Regions from separate parts of the Zea mays genome. Here region 1 is linked to region 2. The links are chromatin contacts, called in public Hi-C maps. All regions are on one chromosome and are shown on one strand. Each heading gives the region's core, a stretch centred on a gene start, on an enhancer-like site or on the middle of the called end of the contact. The rest is flanking DNA. Distances are from core to core; before and after follow the strand shown.

The links. Hi-C and Micro-C count contacts between places; a contact is called where the count stands out from the background.
Region 1: a contact with region 2 is called in a Hi-C map of leaf, with 4 times the contacts expected there. The contact joins two enhancer-like sites. A contact is called at or near these places in 3 of 25 Hi-C or Micro-C datasets (leaf and leaf mesophyll).

The regions. Positions count from the first base shown.
Region 1 is chr3:92,528,279-92,534,050 of Zm-B73-REFERENCE-NAM-5.0, forward strand. It overlaps LOC109945042, which reads left to right. Exons shown (of 4, transcript XM_020550823.1): 4 at 356-679. The coding sequence ends at 447. Among protein-coding and RNA genes, the nearest start is that of LOC109945042, 12 kb to the left of the region's middle. Within about 2 kb of position 4,318, at least 18 of the 20 cell types and tissues checked have an H3K27ac peak or open chromatin away from gene starts, as enhancers often do. A contact at or near this core is called in leaf and leaf mesophyll, where this site is marked.
Region 2 is chr3:92,120,618-92,126,341 of Zm-B73-REFERENCE-NAM-5.0, forward strand. No RefSeq gene overlaps it. Among protein-coding and RNA genes, the nearest start is that of LOC109945247, 73 kb to the left of the region's middle. Within about 2 kb of position 1,379, at least 17 of the 20 cell types and tissues checked have an H3K27ac peak or open chromatin away from gene starts, as enhancers often do. A contact at or near this core is called in leaf and leaf mesophyll, where this site is marked.

The DNA of each region.
Region 1 (5,772 bases), core at 3,068-5,567, 410 kb after region 2:
TGCAGAGCATTATGAAACTGATATATCAGCCGTGCTCACGGTTATGAGCGGCCAAGGGAGCTCCATTGATTAGAGACACATTGATCAGAGATGTTCTGTTTACAGATGATGATGAGGATAATGCTGGTTTCTATTATGATTATGGTTTCTAGTATTCTTTCCGTTTGGAAAGGGTACTTTTGGGTTAACAACTCGAGTTAATGTTAAAACCTGGCTCTCTACTAGTAATAATTACCAGATCAACTAAAAGCAACTGCTTGATCTTAACCCCACATAAAGCTAGTCCACTACAGCCAAACAGGACATTTGCTGAGTACGTTGTTGTGTACTCACCCTTGCTTTCACAAAACACCAGGTTGCCCTTGGTGCAATCTATGCTCAGGTAAAGAAGAAGGTGTCGAGGTGGATCTCCAGGAGTTCCAGGACTTCGACGAGTTCGAGGATTAGGCTTGCAACCTCCCCCAGTCAGCTGCCTGTGGTGGGTTGTTTACGATGGCTACGTTTCGATTCTGTGTACTTTGATTTATATTATGTAAATGGCTCTAGTTTGTAATATTATTACTTACTCTTTATTGTAATTCGAAGCATTGTGTTATGATGAGTCATTTATGTAATCGTTGTGTACATGAATTTCTGATCATGGCACGTACATGGTTCACATTCGGTTTACCTTCCAAAACCGGGTGTGACATAAGTGGTATCAAAGTCGTGCTGACTGTAGGACCGTTAACCTAGAGTAGCATTAGCCGTTTTAAAGACTTATTGACTATTACTTCACCTCATCCTTGATGTTGCTTCAAAATATTAGTCATATTGACTAATTCTATGGTGTGCTCCTATATGCCTCCTTGCTAAAAAAGTATTTTATTCTAGTATGGTCTATACTTCTCTCAATCTATTAGATCTGACCTCACTCTTGTGCTTGCGACATATTTGTAGGTGCCCCCTGACCATAACTTTCTTGTCTTTCAGGATTCTTTCCTTTTCTATCGTTAAATTCCCAACCTTTGACAATATTTATTACATTGGTATTGACATGCTACATCTTTTAGATTCTTCCATATCCCTTAATTCAAATACTTAACTCTAAAAAACTCTGTTGCCTATTTAAACATTCCAGTTTATATTTTCATGACCTTCCCGTCTTTTGAGACCCCTTCCTATTCCGTTGTGAAGCCGTCACCTGTTGGCTTTTTTTATTCTCTTGGTCTTGGTACGCTCGTACCATTTGAATCTTGCATACTATTATTTTTATACATGCTTACCTTTATATCTCAATGCTTGTTTAAGACATTCCGGTTAACATGCTTTTGACCAGCCTTATTTCTTGGTGATCCATGAATGTCCGTTCTATTTCGCACATCCTTGATGATCTCATCATTTCTTTATAACTTCCCTCGGTAATAATTTCAGTTACTTCAACCATTTTGTTGGAATCTTACCTATCTTACCCTTGCTTGTTTTCTCCACTTCGTCAGTCTTGCCTTAACTTTGTCCATGGTTATGCTTTTCATCATTATCACCTTTATCCTTATCACCTCTATATCTTACCTTGATGTTTATCTTATACCGGTCTTTAGAATATTCTCTTTTTCATCTCAATCTGATCATTGTATTGTACCTACTCTTCCCTTGGTCGTATCCTCTTCTTTGTCACCTGCAAGTTTTTTTAACTCTATCCTTTGTTGTGTTTTGTTTGTCATTTCCTTTACCCTTCTCATCACTCTATCCTACCTTGTGATTACATTATGTCTATTATCTAAAATCTCTAATCTCCCATCTCAGTTCGAGAGTGGTGTTTTACTTATTCCGCCCTTGTTCGTAACCTCATCTTTGCCATTTGCAAGTCTTGTCGTGATCCCATTCTTAGTTGTACTTGTACTGTTGGCTCTTCAATGCCTTCATCTTCTCTCGCATACCCTTGTCTGTTATCGCCTTTGACCCTTGCAAAATTGATGTCTTCTACTTGAATGCTTACCTTGAACTTATCCTTTAAAAGTCTCCCCTTTCTTTCAACCTAGTTTGAGAGTTGCGAGTTACCTATCTCTCCCTTGATTTCTTTTCACTCCTTGTCACCTTACAAGTTTTGTCTTAATTCCATCCTTTGCTGTGTGTTTTATTTGCTTCACCATTACCTTGTCATCCATTGGTCTTGCCTTAATACTTATCTTTATTCTTGCTCCTTAAAAATCTCCTCTTTTCCACCTCAATTTGAGAGTGGCAGTTTACCTATTTGGCCCTTGGACGTACCCTCTCCTTTTCCATTTGCAGGTCTTGTCTTAACTTCATCCTTTGTGGTATTTATATTCTTGGTTCTTATGCACATTTACCTCCTCTCCTACATCCTTGTCCGTTATCACCTTTAAACTCTCGTGATACCTATGCCCTTGCCCACATGCTTACTTTGAACCTACCCTTTAAAGCCTCCTCTTTTTCATCGCTGTTTGAGGATAATGCCTCACCTACTTCACCATTGATTGCTTCCCCTTCTTTGATGCCTTGCAAGCTTTGCCTAAAATACATCCTTTGTTGTGTGTTTGTTCATAATCACCTTAACCCTTGTCATCCCTCGATCTTTACTTTGATGCTTATCATGTACCTGCATTTTAAAGTCGCCTTCCCCATTTCATTTCAAGAGTGTCTGTTCCCTTTTCCTCTGTCGCGTTGCAAGTCTTAGCTTTTGCTCGATATCACCCTTACCTTCCTAATATCTAGATCTTTCCATGATGCTTATCCTATGCCTACCTTTTGAAATATCATCTTTCCCATCTCGATTTGAGAATGGTGTTTTACCTACCCTGCCCTTGGTTGCATTTTCTCCCTTGTCGATTACAATCCTTGCTTTAGCTCCATCCTTTATTATGCTCATGCCCCTACCCTACATGTCTTATTATTCCCCTTGCCTTTCGATGGCCTTAGAGTAGTATCCCCTTTTTAAGGAAAGACCACCATCTAGTTAACATTAACGTATAGCAACGAGATGTTTGTTGATGTGTTCTCATGATGTTTGTCCTTCTGCTATGACTGATTTGCTTCTTTGGAATGAGTGTTGATGTGTTGTGGCCCTTGGTTCGCAATGACATCTGTTTACTAGGTGAGTGTCGTAGAGTTAAGTAGTTGGGTTCTCCCCCTGCTCTCTCTGATCCGTCTGTACTTACCTTTTCTCGCTATTCTTTCCTCTTGCGCCTATCCATTTGGCAACCTCCAACTCCTCCAAATCAGTCAAGATCAGAGTCGGCAGCATCTTCATCAAGTGTGTATCAATGCTCCTATAAAGGGGTTAGCCGCTAACCCCAATGAAGACAACGCGATCAACATCAACCAACAAGATCAGAGTGGCACAACGAAAGCGTGTGTGGGTCCTAACCCACAGGTCCAAGAGATCCTCAAGAATTGCATCAATCAGTCTCAATCATCTAAAGGTCAAAGCAACCGGTCCGCAAATTAAAGTTGCCAGAGTCAAAGTCGAGTTAGAAGAAGCTATGAAAGACCGATGAACCAATCTCATTTTCTTGCTTGCCTCTTCTTGAATCTCGAGGGCGAGGTTTCTGTTAAGGGGGTTAGATTTGTAACACCCTGAATTTGGGGTGTAAAATTTCTTTTTTCTAATATCCACCAAATTCAGGTGTTACCCTCTCTTTTCCTTGCTTTTCTATTTTTTTAATAATGAAGTGTTATTTTGTTAACGTAAGCCTACTGAATTGAACCCTAGGGAAGCTTTGTGTGCTGCATTTCATGCTGAAGCATAGTTTTGATTGCTATCGCATTTAGTTTTATTTAAATTATTTTGGGCTGGATCTAATATATATTTAATTTCTACTATTCCTATATATACGAAAAGAAGAGAAATAAAAAAGAAGAGAAAAGAATTAAAAAAAAGAGAACGGTCGTTCAGCCCATCTCCCTGAACCACCATGCTCTCATCTCCCCTCACTCTCTCATTCTTACAGGTGGGCCCATGCGTCATCTCCTCCACTCCTCCCTCTATCTCCATTGTGATTCCCTTTCCTGCTCACGTCGTTGGCGGTTCCAAGTTTCCCCGACGAGCACGCCCTCTCTCCCTGCGCGTCCGACCATCCCAGGACTATCTCCCACGCCTGTCTCTCCTCTCCCCTCAGAGTTGTAGTGGTCGTTCGGCTCGATTGCCTGGCGCGACGGAGCAGCACGATCCGTGGCCAGCTCATCTGCCCAGCGCGGCAGCCTCGGCTCGGCGGCCCACGACCTACCAACGCAGCGGCGCGCTGGCTCGGTGCGACAGCCTTCACAGCTCGCCCACAGCGACGTGACGACCCAGGCGTGGCCATGGCACGTAGGGCCCACCACGCCCCAGCTCAGCAGCGCACCCTCCCCCTCGACCCACCCTGCGCAACCGCAGCCGCTGCCCCTGCCCTGGACCATCTCGGCCATTTGGCCCAGCGCGCCCCCAGCCCACCTCTCGTGCTGTCTGCCTGGCTGCACAACGTGCACGCGTGGACAAGTTGCCTAGCCCGCAAGGCACTATTCATCTTCCCAAAACCACCTCTCTCCTCTGGCTATGCCCATGTCCCCTCTCCCTCACCAAAACCGCTCGCCCAGCCGCCCATGACGCTCCAGATCAGCACTATGCTGCTCGCCCTCGCCTCTCTGGAGCTGCTCGTCGCGCCGCCAGATCGACGTCTGCTCGCCGCTGCCGTGTAGGTATGCTCCATGGCGTCCTCCCACTCCCACCTCGTCCCGGCGAGCTCACCCTGTGCCATGTCGCGCTTTGCCTCATCGTCTGCGTCATGCCGCCGGTGAGCCGTCGTGCTGGCTGCTAGCCCACCGAGCTCTCCTGCACGCGCACCGTCAATCAGCCCGCCCAGCCGTGCCTCCACCTCCCCATCTGCTGACGGGTCCCATGCGCTCGCCGTGGCACCATCCACCGCGCCCCTCTCGTGCTCCACCGCCGCCGGCCATGGACCCTGCTCCACAGGCCGCATCATCGTCGCCTGGCCATGGCCGCCGACGCCGACGTGGTCCATTCCATTCCCTGGCCAGCAACTGACTCGCTTGAATGCCCCTTGCGGTTAATCGTACGCGTCATGCATGGGTGCAAGAAGGAAAAGGCATGCAAGTAGAAATGCTCGTGGGCCCCATGTTGCATGTCGTATTCCCCTCCTGGCTGCATGCGATCAAGGGAAATAGTCCTCCAAGGATCCGATGTGGATGCAAAATCCATGACCATCCTTGGGATTTGGCTCAGACCAATCACAACGCACCACATCACTTTAAATTTGCGGTTTATTAAATACATGTTAGAGTTTATGTTAAATCCATTTTATTTTATTCGGATTGCGTTAGCTTCGTAATAATGTCATGCACACATTAAAAATATTGTTTTGTCGAGACCCATGTTTTATTTATTTAGTTAATTGTTAGTTCGTTCGTTGGTTATTAAAAAATAACAGTTAGTTAAAACTAACTTATCGTTTTAAGCTACCCTTTTATAAATACATGTTAATGTGATTATGCCAATTCAAATGTTTTTTAATTTATTCTTGCTTAGTATAAACGTGACATTAGTTAGTCATTCGCGTGTGTCGTGCGCACCGTTTTCGCGTGTCGTACACATTGTCGCGTGTCGTTCGCGCAGTATCGCGCGCTGTCCACGCGTGATATTAAACCCTTAGCTTATAATCTCTCATGTCAGTTAATTAGCTATTTCTTTAATCGTCGACTATTAAAATAGTAAGTTAGTCAAAACTAAGTAGTAGTCAATTAATATAATTATGTCGAATTAAATGTTCTAACTAA
Region 2 (5,724 bases), core at 129-2,628:
TTGAGAAATAATAAAGAAGCCATTTTAAGTATGTGACTTATTCATGAGGCATATTTCTTTTAACTAAATACCAAATAAACACGTGAAGTTATGCATCATGCTGGAATTCCTTTGTTTGTGCATTAAAACTCAAGCTTACAATTAAAACAAAAACAAATCTAGCTTTGAATTCAAATTCGAGCTCTGAAAAATATAGGAGCAAAGGAGTGAAAAATAATAGGAAGAAAAATAAATAAGGCAAACAGTTGGAGTTATATTCACAATTAGAATTCTATTAAATTTTGCAAGACTAAAAATTTAAAGCCAGAATTTGAATTTAGTTTGAATCTTTGATGCGGAGATAAAAAAAGAATTTTTAAAAGAAAAAGAAAGAAGAAGTCAGTTGGGCTACTACTCCCCATTTTGGCCCAGTCAACCCATTGTCGTGGCCTATTCTCGCGCACGCACACCCTATGCCACTGCAGAGTGGGACCCACTCGTCTGCGTCTTACGCGCGCTCTGGCCGTAGGATCCTTGCGTCGAAAATATGGTTCCACGCGCCTGCCTCACCATCCTGCGTGGCGCTTGTGCCTAGGGTGTCGGTCACCGAGTCATGGGACCCACGCCTCAGCTTCGACTTAGCCGCCATGGTCGCAACAACCCTACCGGAACGCGCGCGCTCTAGCCTAGCACAACAACGGCCTCCCAACCACCCCGCATCGAGCTCGGGCCTATATGACCTATGCCACCGCAACTCCGCGCCCTTGATTCGGGCAGATTGATGTTAGCCACGGTCTTGAGCGCGGAAGGAGGGCGTGAATGGAGAAATTGGGGGGGCACCATAGTCAATTGCGCCCAGACACCGTCGGAGGGTCCGTGGGCCGTGCCCGGGAGCTTCCCTAAGCCGCCACGATGGTGCTCGTCAATCGTCTCGGGCGTGTGCGACGGTCGGCGAGCAACAATTTCTCGCCGAACTTTGACTTTGCCGCACAACGACGCACCACCATGGATTGCGCCGGTAGCATCTAGCTCCGTGGTGAGAACCTTTTTCCTTTTATTCGCTTAAGGAGTAGATTTCGTTTGGTGTTGAGTTTGGGGGCACCTGCGGTAGGAACTGACGACCAGAGTTGTAGCTCTGCTGCAACATCACAATGTGTCGTGGCTCAACTTTCCTCTACCCCTATGGCTGGAATTGGATAACCCTCTCCACTCGTTAGGTCTTTCACATGGGGTAGCACGTGTCTTGCGTGGGTCGCGGCGCCAAGGCTGTTGACTTACGTCGTCGGCGATTCATTCCGCCGTGGGCGCGGTGGAGCCACCATGTTTGGGGCGAGTCCTCAGGTGGAAGACAGCCCCTGTCCGTTGGTTTTCCGATGAGCGGTTGAGATTGAGTCGGGCTATAGCGTTTCAAGGATTCGATCGCGATCGTCGACTTTTGATCGGGTGGCCTTCCTGGGGCCCTAGTGTCCACCATCGATCTTAGGATCAATGGTCTTGAAGAAAAGCCCTATAAGGTTGGGCCGATCTAATCTGGACCCCAAATTTCAGATCGGGTGGCCCATGTCTCGTGATACCCCTTCGCCATGCCATTTTCACTTAAGAGCCCTAGAGAGAAGTAGGATTTAACTTGTCGTCCTCTGTAGTAGAAAAAAATGCAATAGTCAGGTCCCCAGCTTTATAATTTGGACCCTAGGCATTCACAATATTATGCTCATAGTCCAATCAGTTGTATAATTAGTAAAAATACACTGAAACTGAGTTTCTTATATAAAAATAATTCCAGAATCTCATTTAATTCATAGAAAATTCATTTTAACTCCTTTTTGATCCGGTCCAGTTGCATTAATTTTGTATTAATATTGTTTATCACCTGGTAACTCTGTTGTATCCTGAAACATATATCAAAATTATCCACTTAATTTATTGTATACTCTTTGGAAAATCATAACTCTTTAACCGTAACTCCGAATTTAGTGATTCTCGAACCTGCGATCTCGTTACGATGCGTAGAAACTTATCATGCATTCTATTCTAATATTTGGTGTGATGTTAATTTCTCCTGTACCATATTTGTTTGTATTGTGGCGAGTAGATGAGCAAGCAACTGAGGACCCAGGTGCTCAGCAGGTGGAAACTATTGAACATGAGCTCGTTGAAAGCAAGTTGTGCCCTTGACCACTTTTAATTACCCAATAATGTTCTCTATAATCACTAGGCATGTTTAGGCTTAATTTTGATGGGACCCAATAGGTCACCCTAGTCTGCTTTAATTTGTGCCTTGATCACCACTGAACTTTTGGGTAGTCCTGCTATTGCTATATGTGGTTTTGGGTGTTGAGATAAATTTGACACATGATCATTCTTTATTATGATTGTTGATTATTTATTGTTCATGATAAGTTTACTGTGTTAATTGGAACATGGAGAACCACCCAGGAAAACAGTGCTACCACAAGGGTAGAACGGGACACCCTTGGCCAAGTAATTAGGAAAGCTGGGAGAGATTACCTTACCTGAAAGGGGCAAGCGGGGAGGTGTCGCTGCAGATTATAGGGAGGTTCTCGGGTCGGACTGTCTGTTTAGCTTTCCAGACGGGGGATTCCTATGCTTCCTTCTTCCTGAATCCGTAGCGGGTATTCTCAAACTAGTGGAACTTTGGAAAGGCCTCGTAGTGCTACTCTGCCTTGTCTCCTCGGTAAAGATGAATGAGACTTCTAGACCCCTTGGCAAATGGGTAGCATGGCTTGTGGGTAAAGATGTGCAATCTCTGCAGAGTGTAAAACTGGTATATCAGTCGTGCTCACGGTTATGAGCGGCTCGGACACTCACACGATTAATTTATGGAAGTAAATTTAATTTTTCATTTGCATCGCATTGTGGTTTATTATTAATTTTGATCTACTATTACTTTGGGTTGGTATACACCTACATTTAGTAACTGCTAAATAAATTTTTGACCAACTTATTAAAAACAATGCTCAGCTTCAACCATTATTTATTGAACAGCCTTACACTTCACATGAGCTCCCACCTTTGGTGAGTCCATGCATATTATTCCCCACAACTTGTTGAGCTATGATCTTTTGTGAGCTCGCCCTTGCGATATATAACCCCCCCATAGGTGAAGGCAGGTAGTACAGAAGGAGGTCTACAACGAGGAGTACGAGCTTACCTAGGTAGTGTCTCCCAGTTAGCTTCATGGCACCAAGGAATAATTAATAGTTCGCTTTATTATTATCATTTATTTTTGTAAGACAGTTCCGCTATGTAATAATATTTTTGACATTTATCTCTATACACTTGGTCATTATATGTGTTGTTCTTCTTTAGCGCACATATGAAATGCACCCGTCTTTATTCCTTAAATCTTTATTCCTTAAATCCGGGTGTGACAGAAGTGGTATCAGAGCAAATGTTGACTGTAGGACGAAACCTAGATAAAACTAGACAAAACCCTTACTTACTTACCTTTACTCTGATTCCTTCTATACTTTTCTTGATCCAGTCTCACCTTTGGCTGTTCTACTCTAACTATTCATATCTTTTCTACTCTAGAAAGACAAGAAGGATTTCACACCTTGGAATCCTGCATATAAGAACCTCTAAAGAAATTGGAGCCCTAAGACAAAAAAATAATATATATTTTCTCTATCTAAATTGTTTGAATGTTTGTTCTAATGATAAATGCTTGATTTGCTTCTTTGATTGACTGAAATAGTATAGCAGGGCATTCTAGCATGTACCACCATAAGGTAATTAGTAGTTGACACACTACTCTACTGAGCTATTAAGATCGCAAAAGATCATGTCTCATAGTTACTTGTATTATCTGCAATTCTATCTTACCATGTGTTTCTAACCTAGATGGTCAATACCAGGAAGGGAGGCGATATCGATCTACCTGGCAACAGGCATCGCAGGAGGATTGCTAACCAACCACAACCAGAGATGAATCCTCCATCGAACCCTCCACCGACTGGGACAGATTCAGTAGCTGCCGCTGAGATGCAGCTGCTGCAGAAGATGGCAAATACTATGACGGAAATGCAAGCTTAGATGTGTGGCAAGAACGTCAAAAGATGCGCCAGGAGCAGCAGGAAATGCGACAGGAGATGAGAGAAGAACGACAGCAACAACCACCACTACCTCCACCACCACCACCAGCTCCACCCTAGGACAAGTACTGGGAATTCATGAGTCACAAGCCATCCACATTCTCCAGCTCTCTAGATCCTCTACATGCAGATGATTGGCTGAAGTCAGTGGAGAAGATGCTCAATATTGCTCAATGTACTGACCGGGAGAAGGTGCTATATGCGTCGGGTTGTCTCACTGGCCCCGCCGTTGATTGGTGGGACTCCTACTGTGCGGCCCATGCTGCTGCCAACACTATCAACTGGGCAAAATTTTCTACACAATTTAGGAACTATCACATTCCTGCAGGCTTGATGAAAATTAAGAAGAAGGAATTTTTGTCACTTACGCAAGGCAAACTGACAGCTAGTGAATACCGTGATAAATTTATTTAGCTATAAAGGTATGCTTTAGAGGAGGAGGCTGATGATGAAAGGAAGCAGGAGCAGTTCATGGAGGGACTCATTGGGCCACTCCAGTACCAGCTGGTATCTCATACCTTCCCATCTTTCCAGAGGTTTCTAGACAAGGCTATAGCTATTGAACACAAACGTGTTCAGCTGAGTGAGATGAAGAAGAAGGCTATCACCTAGGGACAAGGGAGCAGTAGCATCCGTCCTCGCTATGTTCCACCCCAGGGTACACCATCTCGTCCTAGAGGAGGGCAACAGTCCTACCAACGACTGGCTCATCAGACACCATATGCGACTCCACAGACCCCACATACTCGTCAGGCTGCCCCCACTAGCACCCCAGCGAGACCTGCTGGACACGGTACAGTCACCACTTGCTTCAAGTGTGGTGAGGTTCGGCACTACGCCAATGCTTGTCCGAAGTGGAACCCAAACACACACGCTCGAAGCAATATTCAGGGCAAGCAACAGACTTCGGCTACCGACAAGGGTTTCAGTATTGCTAGAGTAAACCAAGTTAGTGTTGATGCTACTACTGACAGTGCTGATATTGCTATCGGTGCATTTTATATTAATTCAGTTCCTGTAGCTATATTATTTGATTATGGAGCTACGCATTCTTCATTTTTGCTCGCTATGTCGACACAAATGAGTTACCACTTCAAAATATGCAAAACCCCATGATAGTAATCACCCTAAAGGGCCTATTGAAGCAAATTATATGACAAACAAATTAACACTGACAATCATGGGGAGGGAATTATGGTCTATGCCTATAATATTAGAGGAAAGCACTATAGATCTGATACTTGGTATGTCATGGTTAAGGAAAGCAAAGGCAGTTATACATTGTGCTAGGGGAACCGTAGAACTCACCAGTCCAAAAGGAGAAAAATTCGAAGTCATGATTACCCTAACCCCCTCTACCGGACCCGCCATATATCTAGTAGATGGTAAATTTGTGGACAGAAATATCCGTGTGGTTGGAGAGTTCCCAGATGTCTTTCCAGTGGAGTTACCCGGGATGCCACCCGATAGGGAAGTTGAGTTTGTTATTGATCTCTTACCTGGAACCGCTCCTATTTCTAAAAGGCCATACATGATGTCAGTGGAAGAATTAAAAGAACTTAAGAAACAAATAACAGACTTGCAGGAGGCGGGGTACATTCGTCCGAGTTCCTCACCTTGGGGAGCACCG